Linked DNA regions of Sus scrofa: regions 1 and 2 are each linked to region 3. The links are chromatin contacts, called in public Hi-C and HiChIP or PLAC-seq maps. All regions are on one chromosome and are shown on one strand. Each heading gives the region's core, a stretch centred on a gene start, on an enhancer-like site or on the middle of the called end of the contact. The rest is flanking DNA. Distances are from core to core; before and after follow the strand shown. Region 1 overlaps LOC102162488 (a long non-coding RNA gene). Region 2 overlaps NPR3 (atrial natriuretic peptide receptor 3). Region 3 holds the start of NPR3 (atrial natriuretic peptide receptor 3).

The links. A called contact is a pair of places that touch in the nucleus more often than the background predicts. HiChIP or PLAC-seq counts read pairs in DNA pulled down with a chosen protein or histone mark.
Region 1: a Hi-C map of retroperitoneal adipose tissue shows a contact between it and region 3, with 1.9 times the contacts expected there. The contact joins the enhancer-like site here to the promoter of NPR3 in region 3. A contact is called at or near these places in 1 of 5 promoter capture datasets (fetal liver), 8 of 47 Hi-C or Micro-C datasets (alveolar macrophages, embryonic fibroblasts, epiblast stem cells and 4 more) and 2 of 2 datasets of contacts at active chromatin or transcription factors (alveolar macrophages and skeletal muscle).
Region 2: an H3K27ac HiChIP or PLAC-seq map of alveolar macrophages shows a contact between it and region 3. The contact joins the enhancer-like site here to the promoter of NPR3 in region 3. A contact is called at or near these places in 2 of 5 promoter capture datasets (fetal liver and fetal skeletal muscle), 6 of 47 Hi-C or Micro-C datasets (embryonic fibroblasts, epiblast stem cells, fetal liver and 3 more) and 2 of 2 datasets of contacts at active chromatin or transcription factors (alveolar macrophages and skeletal muscle).

What each region holds. Positions count from the first base shown.
Region 1 is chr16:18,965,949-18,970,003 of Sscrofa11.1, reverse strand. All of the region lies in intron 3 of LOC102162488 (a long non-coding RNA gene), which reads left to right. Among named protein-coding and RNA genes, the nearest start is that of NPR3, 130 kb to the right of the region's middle. Within about 2 kb of position 1,418, at least 10 of the 83 cell types and tissues checked have an H3K27ac peak or open chromatin away from gene starts, as enhancers often do. A contact at or near this core is called in alveolar macrophages and retroperitoneal adipose tissue, where this site is marked.
Region 2 is chr16:18,920,596-18,924,508 of Sscrofa11.1, reverse strand. It overlaps NPR3 (atrial natriuretic peptide receptor 3), which reads right to left. Exons shown (of 8, transcript XM_021077060.1): 6 at 3,127-3,262; 7 at 1,280-1,364; 8 at 1-288. The coding sequence ends at 177. The region is part of intron 3 of LOC102162488 (a long non-coding RNA gene); the gene reads left to right. Among named protein-coding and RNA genes, the nearest start is that of NPR3, 81 kb to the right of the region's middle. Within about 2 kb of position 1,983, at least 1 of the 83 cell types and tissues checked has an H3K27ac peak or open chromatin away from gene starts, as enhancers often do. A contact at or near this core is called in alveolar macrophages, where this site is marked.
Region 3 is chr16:18,839,916-18,843,950 of Sscrofa11.1, reverse strand. It overlaps NPR3 (atrial natriuretic peptide receptor 3), which reads right to left and starts at 2,411. Exons shown (of 8, transcript XM_021077060.1): 1 at 702-2,411. The coding sequence starts at 1,452.

The sequences.
Region 1 (4,055 bases), core at 169-2,668, 130 kb before region 3:
AGGAATTTATTTCTCACAGATATGGAAGCTAGACATTCAAGGTGCCAGCTGATTTAGTTCCTGGCGAAGGCAGTCGTCTTGGCTTGTAACTTCCTCACTGTGTGCTCACTCACATGGCCTTTGCTGGATGCATGAGCAAAAACAGAGAGAGCAAGTTCCCTGTTGCCACTTCTTATAAGGACTAATCCTGTGGAATTATGATGCTTATGAGCTTGTTTAACCTTAACTACTTCCTTAGAGGCCCCATCTCCAAATACAGCCACACTTATAGGGCTTCAACATATGCATCTGGCAGGTGGACACAAATATTTTGTGTGTAATAGTAGGATATGACCAAAGAGTGTGGGGGAAAGAAGTTCAGGCCAAGGACAGCATTAGAGAAATGAAAAGGTAGGGAAAGTGTGTGTGTGATTCTGAACAAATACTTATTGAGCACCTGCTCAGGACCAGTCACTGTTCCTGGCTAATGGGCTGCCCACTTGGAGTTATTTCTAGGAGGTGGCAAGACACATAAACATAATAAGTCAATTATTTAACAGTATTATCAGATTTGTAAAAGTGATGAGTACTATGGAAATAAGAGAGTCAAGGGTAGACATGGTGAGAGGAGAGGTTGAGAGGCTGAATTACGGGAATCAACATAGGCCTTGTTAGAAGGAAGAGAACTAAGTGAAGACTTGAGGCAGTTAGTAAAGAGGCTAAGTTGGGGTAATCATTTCAGACAGAGGAAGGATAAAGCAAAGGCCTAAGCAGCAGAAAATTCTTGACATTGAAGAAGAAATGAAGATGTCATTGTGGTCAGAGGGGAATGAATGAGGACAGGGGCTGAGAGAAAAGTCAGAGTGGGCCCCAAAGGCCACTAAGACTTTAGGAGCCAGTGCAGGATTTGAACCAAAGAGTGACAAGATCTGATTTTTGTTTTTTCTTTTTTTGTCTTTTTAGGGCCAAACTCCTGGCATATGGAAGTTCCCAGACTAAGGTTGAATCAGAGCTATAGCTGCCGGCCTACACCACAACCACAGCAACACCAGATCCCAGCCAGGTCTGCGACCTACATCACAGCTCACAGCAACACTGGATGCTTAACCCACTGAGCAAGGCCAGGGATTGAACCCGTGTCCTTATGGATGTTAGCTGGGTTAGTTTCCTCTGAGTCACGATGAGAACTCCAAGATCTGACTTTTTAAAGGCTCACTCTAGCTGGTGCATGTAGGGTTAGGAGCTGAGAGGCCATTAGTTGTTTGTTGCAATAATCCAAACGAGACCTAATGGTGACTCAGACCAAGGTGGTAGCAGGGGAGGTGGGAGCAGCGATCTGATGATTCTGGATAGATGCTAACAGCAGAGTTGTGAGACTATACTGACAGACTGTGAAAGAAAGGGAGGAGCCAAGAACCAGTTTGAGTGTTACGTTTGCTTATCACCCTGGATTCATTTCCCTATAGTAAAAGCACTTCTGCTTTCCTGTACCCACTCCACTTCTGTTACTTTCTGGTGAGAAATGCAGAACTCAGAGAATCTCACTGAGTTGTCAGAAGTCTGTGGGTTAAAGAATTGAGAACCAAAACAGTTTCTGTCTGTAATACATAGTATGACTTCATTTTACATTGGTTTGGTGCTCTCTATACTGTTAAATAGGACCATTCCTTCATCAGTCTTTGAAAAAGTGCAGCTCAATGCTCCCTTATTTCCCTTTCTTCATTTATTTTTCTCCCAAGCAATCGCCAGCATCTAGCATGTTGTACTTATATATCTTGTTTATTGTCTGTCACCCACACTAGCATATAAGCAGATGATTTTCTTGGTTTGTTCACTGCTATATCTCTAAAGCCCAGAAAAGTGTCTGGTACTTGGTAGGTATTCAATAAATATCTTTTGAAGGAATGAGCTCATGTGTGAAGTGTAGGAGAAATAAGGAGGGAGGGAGAGAGAGAAGAGAATGAAAGATCAAGGGAAGGGTAGGGAGAAGGAGAAAGAAAAAAAAAAAGGAAATTAAATGATGAAGCTGCATTAGGAGCACACGTTCCTCAGGGCCCTATGCTAAGGGACACAGAAAATTGAAATGCTCCAGCTTTCTAGGTGTCATATATCCACACACATATAGACAAACAAAATAATAGAATTAAAACTTTAAAGTAATAAAAAAATCAATTGAATGAAAATTACTGATTTTTAAAATGAAATTCATCTTTTTATATATTCCTTTCCTACAAATGATACTGAGTCTGGGAGCATTTTCTTTACTCCAGAAGATTTGAAATCCTGCCAGTTTCCATGGGAGGGAGAGGAAAGCTATGGTAGACGTTAGCAAAGCTATGACATAGATGAGTATTAACGAATATTGAGCAAATAAATCAAGTGGCACCTTTCTTCCCAATAATGCTAAACCAGTGGCTTCTAATTCTGAGGCCCCTCACAAAAGAAAATGAGCCACATACTTCTGTATATCCTGAAGAAGAGCTGAAATTTCTGGCCACAAGGTCATAGGTCTGAAAGCTGGCCTTTCCAACCCCCAGCCCCCAATTAATCAAAATGCGCTATAGCCAGCCGGCAGGGGAGTGATTTCCTGCTACTGAATCACTCTTCCTAGATCTGGGAACGGGTTGAATTGTATGAAAATCTACCCTGGGAAACAAAGAGTAAATATTTTCAATTAAACCATATTTCAATTTGCAGTTTACAAAGTTAGGTATTTTACCCATTCAGTGGCTTAGGTGGTGCTCCGCTCCCCAGGTGAGAGCAAATTACCTGAACTCTTGAGTCTTTCTGTGGGTCTTGTGCTGTGTATCTTTTGTTTGCCACTCCAGACCCATTCTCCTCCCTTCTCTACCCTCTCCTCCTCTGCCCTCTGTGCCTGGAAAGCTGTCAGCCTGCAACAATGATTCCCTGGGCTTCTGGCTTCTCATGGGGCTCAGCCAATGGGAGACACTGGTAGGAGAGGGAAAAGCAACAGAGAGTAGGCCCTTGGCGTTTATCTCAGTGAATGAGCCATATCCCTCTAGTCAAACACAGTTCATTTCTAGTTGCCCCTCTGCTTTCCACACATGGCTCCCCACCCCCTCCCTTTCTGGTCCAGAGGTGATGACATGTCAATAGCCCCAAATACTGCACTGTTCGCTGTTTTCCTTGAACTTGGCTCTTGCTTTCTGGATAGTCCTTTTATTAAACTCTCCACAAATCACTTGATTTGAGCATGCTCTCTGCTCAAATCCAACAATACACACACTTCATAAATAAGGGCAAGAGCAGGACTTACACCCAGATCTGTGAACCCCAAGTCCAGGCTGCTTACCCTGTCTCATAGTCAAGGCTATCAGACGGTAAACCTGATTTCCTCCTCTACCTTTTAACAGTGTCTCATCTCCAGAGACAGACCCAGCTTCAGTCCTAGGGGGTGGATGCAGGATCAGGATGAGGCTAGTGGAAACTCAGAAGGAACTGATCATTCTGGAGAAACCACCACTCCATTCTGTTTAATGTCATAGGTATAAATCAGTCCCACCTAAGATGCCCAGAAGGGAAGAATTCCTGATTCTCAGGCTTTTGCTCTTTCACCACACTAGCCAAGCCCATCGAATTACACTCTTCTCTGTGTGATGCAAAACTGAGCCGACAATTTAATCTGCCTCTGAGGAATCAGAAGGATCTTAGGATTCTACAGTTGCAACTGTCAAACACAAAAGGGTCTCTGGGTAAACCAGGTGTGCAAGTATAGTCCTGCCCTGTGGCAGATTCGAGCACAGCAGCGAAGGAGACAGCGGACATGCCTGACATGAATTTCTTTCCTTGAAAAACGTTCTCGTCATGTCAGGTTGACCTGTGAAAAGAGCATTACACTAGACAACTATGTCTGCTCAAGAGTCTATTTAGATGACAGTTCAGAGATACTAAGCACGGTTGACTATGGCCTTTAATTCTGGTTAACAGGCTTGATTTTAACTCAACTGTATAGAGTTTGTTTGTCAAAACATGATTTTTTTTTCCCCAAGTTAGAGAAAAGGCCTCAAGTTCAGTGTGTTTGATTTAGACCATTAAAGTATGAAATGTATGTCACT
Region 2 (3,913 bases), core at 734-3,233, 81 kb before region 3:
GGCTGGGAGGCATATGGTGATTAATAATAGTTCCTGAGCTTCTAAAGAAATTTAACAACGAAATGACTAACTGCTTAAAAGAATGAGTTCTTCGGGATTGCCCCTTCTGTTCCATTGATGTCTTTCATCCCATCTATCTCCTTAAAGAATCTCAAGCCAAAAGAACAGACTTCCTTTTAAGCCACCGAAAAATGGGATCTGATGGAATCTTCCCGTAACTCCCGATGTTTTCCGATGTTACTCTCTTCTTGCTGGTTTCGCCTCTCAATGGTTATTCTGTATTTCTTCCTGGGTAAAGAGAAAGTGAACATAGTAATAAAACCTCACTTGGCTCCAAAATACTATGGTTTCTCTTACAAAGAATGCCCTCAAGGGACATCTGGACTGGAGTTGATAAATGAGAAGTGACAGAATATGAAACCCTGGTCAAAGATTAAAGTAGTATGCCTCAAGGCATTATGCCCTTATTCAAGGAGGACAATTGGCCTGCTTTCCCAGATGCCATAGAACAAGCCTTCCCCTTCTTCCCTGGGTGCTTTGTGGGTTAAGCCTTGTCTACTTTGCCACAGAAGCTCTCCCCAACTCTCACGACATGCCCTAGATAAAGATCAGATGCAGCAGTGTACAGGAATACAGTTGTTCCCACAAAGAGTCACAGACACCCGGAGTTACATTTCCATGCAGAAATGAAAAATCTTAATGACTTAAGAAGAAGCCACAAATTCAACCACCAAAGATTACAAAGGAATGGACAGCCCTCCAGATGCAAAACTATCAGTGTCTGGAACACATAAATATTACAACTTTACACGACTTGAGCCATAACCACAGTGGTAGCCAGGCATGTGTGTTCTCAACCACTGAGCACAGACCAGCCTGAGAACATGGGCTGCTCAGAGCCACTCCCTCCTCTATGGAAGGTGAAGCCAGCATCTCTTTCTGAATTGGAGGAAGCCTGAGAACGGGGAAGTTGATTTCCCCTTTGTCCAGATTCCCTCTCCGCTTAGGCATGTGGTGGGTGGTAGGAATCCAGGTCAGAATATTTGTGAGCAGAGGATAGCGGTGGCTCTGTGGCCCACAGGGGGAGGCACTAGAAACCCCTGACCCCCACTTCCTAATACGCTAACCCACTGGCCCCCAAGCCAGGGCCACACCAAAGGAATGGCTTAGCTCTTTCAACCGCCATGCTTTTTGGGGTAAGAACAAGATAGGGACAAGTCAGAAGTGACAAAGGCAATTAAGGAGAGTGAATTTTAAAACTTCATAAAGTCGTCCTAACCTGAAAAAGTAGAAGGCCATTAGCAAGCCAGCTCCTAGTAAGGCCCCCACAACAATTCCTGTCACTGCTGATTCTTCTAGGCCACCTGCTTGAAAAAGAAACATAGATAATCTGAGTTCATTTTGAGAAATAGTTAGAAATGCCTCATTCTGACTTTTCACTCATTGAAAGCTTTCATTCACTGGAAAGTGTTTAATTTCCCACCTGAGGCAAATTTTCCAATTTTCCTTTCATTTTAAGAAATATTTCCTAGGGGATCCTGTCTGTTGTGGAGCTGGTGGTGGTGATGGTTACAGTTGTGGTTCCGTTTTTGGTTTGGGGGTTTTCTACCAAGTGCAAAACCATCTGTATAAATGGTTTTTTAAAAATGAACTATGTATGTGCCCACGCCAAAGTTGAGCAGTAAAATGAACGCTGTTTGCACTGTCACAGCATCTATGTTTTACAGGGGAGAAAAAAAGCATTTAAAAAAGCACTAGGTGGGAGTTCCCGCTGTGGTGAAACAGGATCTGATCCCTGGCCCAGGAACTCCATATGCCACAGGGAGGCCAAAAAATAAGGAAGGAAGGAAGACCTAGATGAACAAACTGTTACAAGAAAGTGAGCACAATGGAAATAAGGCACGTTCAAGAAGGATTCGGGGAAAACTGGAAACAAGTTCCCGGATACACGGGCACTTCTGAGTTTACAGTCAGAGAGTCAACCGCACAGACTATGGGACTGACCCAGCACTTCTCATTTTCACAGATGGGTGGTGACACTTCCAAGTGCTGGAAGATTTGGTGAAAAAGTCATTGGGTTAATGTTCTGTTTTTAGATGTTCTCTCACCAAAGTTAGAGTTTCAAGTCAAATGTCTTATATAGCTTTGTGAAAATGTGAGTAACAATTTGAAACAATCAAGTTCAGTAGTGTCCCAGTTATTATATAAAAATGATAAATAGCCAACTTGTGGAGAAAGAGTTTAGGCCACAGTCTTTAATGCATTTTGAAGGCATACTGAATCCTCAAAACTGTCCTAAGAATTGGGTACCTTTCTTCCATTTTACATATGGGAAAACCGAGGCTTAAAGAAATAAAGGAACACTCCTCAGGTCACAAAACTAGTAAGTGACAAGAGTGGGATTTCACGTCAAGGCCCTGTAACTCCAGAGACTATGTTTTTGACACGTTTCTGACTTATTCCTTCCCACAGTTATTGCACAAACATAAATGCCTCAGTTCGAAGGCTGTTCCTAAAACATAAGGAGCACACATCTGTCAGCCTCAAGTGACCAACTGGCCTGAAAGGTCAATACTCACTTTGCTCTCCCTCAATAGCTTATCGAAAGGCCTTTCTAAAGCAATGGTTTCCAACCATTTTTCTACTTGTAAACTCCTTAAAAGAATGTCCACTTTCTTCTATATTTATGACAAGCTGCTCCTAAATAACAGCTTTTATACTTATTTGCTAATTTGTAAATCTTTAGGTGTTTAAGGGACATTGTTTGCTTCTGAGGGGTATGAGAATAAATACAAACTTTAAAACAAGAGATGAGTAAGTGAGTGACACTAACTAGTATTTGACTAGTATTTGATGTTTTAATTTCCCCTAAAAGTGTAAGCCTCAAATACTAAAAGGTTTTAGTAAAAATAGGGAGAAGCCTTCTACTGTTTTGGAAAAGTGTGGAAGGAATGAAGGACCCAGAAGCCTCTGATGAAGGCAGTTGCCAGTTTGTGTATTGTCCCCATGGGTTTCATCACACCAGAAACAGAAATTCAGACTTTCAGAACAGCTCCTAAATAACCACTGCATTATCCTGATGCTACAGATGATAAAACACACAGCAAATTAAGGCTCTAAACTTACATGCTTTGCAAGGAGAGCTGTTTGTGTGCTCCACAATTCTGGTTTCATCTATTCTCAGTTTTAAAGGTCCCCAAGGATATTTGACATTCGGTCGCATTTCAAAACGACCTTCTTTTCCAAAGTAGTCACCAATAACCTATATAAAAGGGGGAAAAAACACCAACAAACAAACAAACAAAAACAAATATACCAACTGAAAGGTCAGAGTTACCTGTTTCCAAAGGGGGCACAGGTTGGGCTCCTTCACACTGACTGTAACAGTGTGTTTCAGAAGACTTTGTAAATCAAGATTTGCAGTCACCAGGAGTTCCTGTCGTGGCACAGTGGTTAACGAATCTGACTAGGAACCATGAGGTTGTGGGTTCGATCCCTGCCCTTGCTCAGTGGGTGAAGGATCCAGTGTTGCTGTGAGCTGTGGTGTAGGTCGCAGATAAGGCTCGGATCCCAAGTTGCTGTGGCTCTGGCGTAGACCGGTAGCTACAGCTCCAATTAGACCTGTAGCCTGGGAACCTCCATATGCCGCAGGAGCAGCCCAAGAAATGGCAAAAAGACAAAAAAAAAAAAAAAAAAAAAAATTATAGTCACCAAAGGTGCTCTTAAGGTGAGCATAATTTAGAGAGAACCAGCTCCAAGTGGCAGGGAATGGGGTTTTGCAGAAAGCAGTTGTCTCAGAAGGCCTGGAGTTCCCATCGTGGTACAGTGGTTAATGAATCCGACTAGGAACCATGAGGTTGTGGGTTCGATCCCTGGCCTCGCTCAGTGGGTTAAGGATCTGGCGTTGTCATGA
Region 3 (4,035 bases), core at 1,162-3,661:
AAGCCTAGCTGCCTCCCGGAGGAAAGTGAGGGTCGCCTGAGTCCAGACACTGCGAGGTATTTTTGGTGGAAACCACAGAAGCCCGTTCATAAAAGGCTAGCGCGGGGATGGGGGGGCATGGAAGGAATGAGAAAGGAGATGCAATGACTCTTTAAAAGAAAGCTGGGGATCTGTGGAAGCAGCAGCCAGGGAAACCCGGAGATAGGAGCTGACCGTTTGGCCGCGCGCCGGTTGTAGAGCATCGGCTTACACTTCCTCACTAGGAGGGGACGCACCTCGGAAAAGGAGCGGGTAACAAGTTTTTCTGCTTCGTCACGCTTTCAGACCCTGGTTGGAGCAAGGCACCTGTAGTGAGCCGGCCCCTAAACCGCAAGCCCGGCGCAAAAGAAACAACCAGAGAGGTTTGACAGCACCTGTCGTACCAAGACACTAGTGAGCTGCAGGCTCACACACCCCCTCCCCCAGGCTCCTTGATGTCCCCAGGACCCTCTACGTACACCCCACCACAGCCTTGAGCGATAGTCAAAGGTCGCTGCAGCCAGACAGCTCACACTAGGGAGAGTCTCCGTGCACGCGCCCTCTCCAGGTGTTCAGTGCCGTAGAGGGTAGTGGGGTCCCAGAGGCGCGGAGGGGCATGTAGGGAGAGCCGAGCAGAGTGGTTGAGTTAGGGCTGGGGGGCCCCGGGGCGCACTTCTGCTCACCTCGCTCATTGGCCTGGATGTAACGCACGATGTCGTCCAGATCCAAGCCTTTGGTCTCATCGAAATTGTAGACGGACGTGTGCAAGCCCTCCTCCTGGAAGACCTCATGGACCCCCTCGAGGGTGAAGAAGCAGTTCCGCTCCAGCTTGTCGTCGCTGTAAACCAGCACGGCGCGGCTCCACTGGTGGTGACGGAACAGGGCAAGCATCATCTCTCCCATCTTTGCGTACGCTGGCGCCACGCGCGTGAGGTGCGAGTACTCGGTGTCCTTATGCTGGAAGCCGGCTGCGAGTGCCCCGGCTGACAGCATGGGCAGATCCCAGTGGGACGCAAGCCGGGCTACCGGTGCAGCCGCATACTCGCACACCGGCCCCAGGATGAGGTCGGGCTTGGCGCCCCGCGCCGCCGCCACGCGGTCCACCAGGCTGAAGAGTGCGCGGTTGCCGCAGTCCGAGTCTTCGTAGGCCACCTGGAAGCGAGTGCCTGGTGGCAGAAGCCGCCGCCCGGTCCCGTTTCCCTCCACGCTGCGCAGTGCATATTCGATGGCCGGCCGCACCCGGGCCAGGGAAAACAGGTACGAGTCGTCCTGGGGCAACAGCACCAGCACCTCGATCTTCTGCGGCGGCAGCGCCTCTCTCTCCCGGCGCCCGCCGCCCGGGCCCCCGCCAACACCGCCACCCGTGCAGCCGACCAGCAACGCCCAGTCGAGCAGTACGCACGCGGAGAAAGTGAGCACCAGCAGGGAAGGCATCGTGCCGCAGGAAAGCGCCTGCCCTCGCTGCGGACTCGCTCTCTGCCCCCCACCCACCCTTCCTCTTTCCTCCCCACTCTACTCTCCGAGGTCCCTGCGCCCCCTTGGGCGCTCTAAGAAAATAGAATACCCCCTTCACTAACTCGCCAAAAGATAGAGAGGAAGAGTCCTCCTTTGCAATGCCACTCGTTTAAAAAAAAGAAAAAAGAAGAAAGGAAAAGAAAAAGTTCACCGGGTGTAAACCTATACAGCTATATTATAAATATACTTTTTATAAATATATATATATATATTCGCCCTCCCTTTATATATACTATTTTGCTTAGAGGTGGCTTCTTATTTGGGCGTTGCTAAGGTTTCTTTTGAAAGCGTATTTGTAAAAGAAGAAAAAGTTAGACTTGTCCAGGTGCTTGTAATTGACGGTGCATCTCCCTCGCGTTTGATCTCATTGATTCGCGCCGGTTCCTGGATCCATAACCCGAGTTTAAATAGCGTGGCAGCGGCGGAGCGTGTTACCACACAAGGCGCGCCGAGGCTGGGCTTGTATTTCCAACCGGTGGGGAGGGTGGGAGTGGGGAGTGGTGGGGGCTGGGCTGGGGAGCCTCTCATTAACATTCTTACATCAGGGCTCCTCCCCGCACCCCTACTCTTCCCACCCCTCCCCTGTCCCTAACTCCCACTCCCCGTCAGACCTCGGCCTTTTCCTTAAAGCCGCAGTCGCCCACGTCTGCACCAGCAGGAGCCCCCACCGCTCCACACTGCCACCAGGGTCCCCGCCACTCCCTTGCCCCGCGTGCGGCAGCCCTCTCTTCAGCTCCGGCCTTTAAAAATGGAAATGTGTTTGAAAGTAAAGAAACGCGCGCAGGCACACACATAACGTGCAAAAAAAAAAAATAAAAAAGAGGAATGGGGTGGTCCTAGAAATTAGTGGTTTCGTTGCAAAAAAAAAAAAAAAAAGCTCTCACCTCTCTCTCACTCCAGCCACACTCCCTCCCGAAGCGACTCGGGGCGGGCAGTCGACCTTCCCAGCCCCCCTGGCTCAAGGTCAGGGAACAAGGACCAAGGCACCGATGCAGACGTCTAGGTCGCGGACCTGGAACGCCTTGCTAGCCCCGGCGTCCTCCCCCGCCCCCCGCCGGCCTCCTCCCCCTGGGCAGCCCGGGTTCGCGCCGGAGCCGAAGTGCTGCGGCGCATCCAGCGTTCCCCACGCACCCAGTGTTCCCCGCGCACCGAACACCTCCGCTGGCGCGCTTCGAGCAGAAAAGCGAAACTTGTTGCTCCCAAAGGCGAGAGAACACTTTTTCGCCTGGAGGTGGCAGAAGGCTTGAAAAGCATCTCCAAGGCATCCTTGGGCTTTGTTTGCTAAACCAGGTAACTACATAAAGAGACCTTCTTCCGAAAGCTTTTTCCCGAAGGCCCCTGGGTGGAGTCGCGTCCTCCGCTCCAGTCCTTGCGCTGGGAAATCCCACCGCTTTTCTTCCGCGGCTCGCGAGAACCTGTGCTCTAGGTTCTCCAAGGCCGAGAAAGGTCCTGCGTCCGAGACCCAGTCACGCCACTGGTCCCAGCCACAGCAGTGTTGGAGACGAGGATGGAAACGGCCTTGAAGAAGTCAGTGACCAGAAGAGCCTCGCCGGAGTGCGCTGCGCTGCAGGGCAGGACCTAGAGGAACTTGACCCTCTGAACCTGGTTAACATTTCACCGAGGTCATTTGCAATGTGAACCTGCTACTTTGGAAGGGTGAATTCCACCACTTAGGTCCCGCGAATTAAAATAAATTGAAAGTATTTTAAAATGGTCTTTCATTTGACTGGGCGTTCTTGTCCATAAACTTCTCTTAGTCTTAGACCAACGCCCTCTTTCGGCAGAAACTTGCAGCCGCCGTCTACCCCGGTTGCCACCTCCCCAGGCGCTGAGTTTGTTTTGGGTTTTGTTTTGTTTTGCTTTATTTAACGCCGGGATCTCAAAGAGCCATCGCTCTCATTTGTGACGGTGAAACGGTAAATTGGGGTTTCCGGAGATGTAGCAACTTCAGGCATCAGTGCTCGCCACTCTTAACATCACCCTCCTTATCGCTCTTTCTGACACTGTAAATGTAGCTGAGTAACGTTTCATCCTCGGGGCATTTAGATTTCAGATAATGCTCTGTGGTCCCTGAATCTTCAAGTAGGACCTTATAATTCCAGCGAAAACCTTCATTCATGTTACTAGACCTGCTAGCCAGTAGCACACGAGGCATCTGTATACAATTTTATTTCCCCCCCAAAACGGGTACCCCCCACACACTGGAAATTGAGATTTAGAGCTTCACAGCGACTAAATCCCCCCTGAATTCCTAGGAAGAAGGGAGGGGGAGAGAGAGAGAACAACAAGCTAAATCCCGAATTCCAAGGGTCTTAATGGATTTCGAAACTGGTTGCCAGGAGACGTGAAGAAACCAGGGTTTACTATTACCGCTCGCTATGCCCTGTGTCTGGGGAACACTGGCCAACAGCGATATGATTCCGCTCACTGTGTAGCGCGGGCTTAGTGGGAAAGTCTGGGGTTTCAGTGGCATCGGGTGTGAAAGCCTCTCCCTGTCCCAGC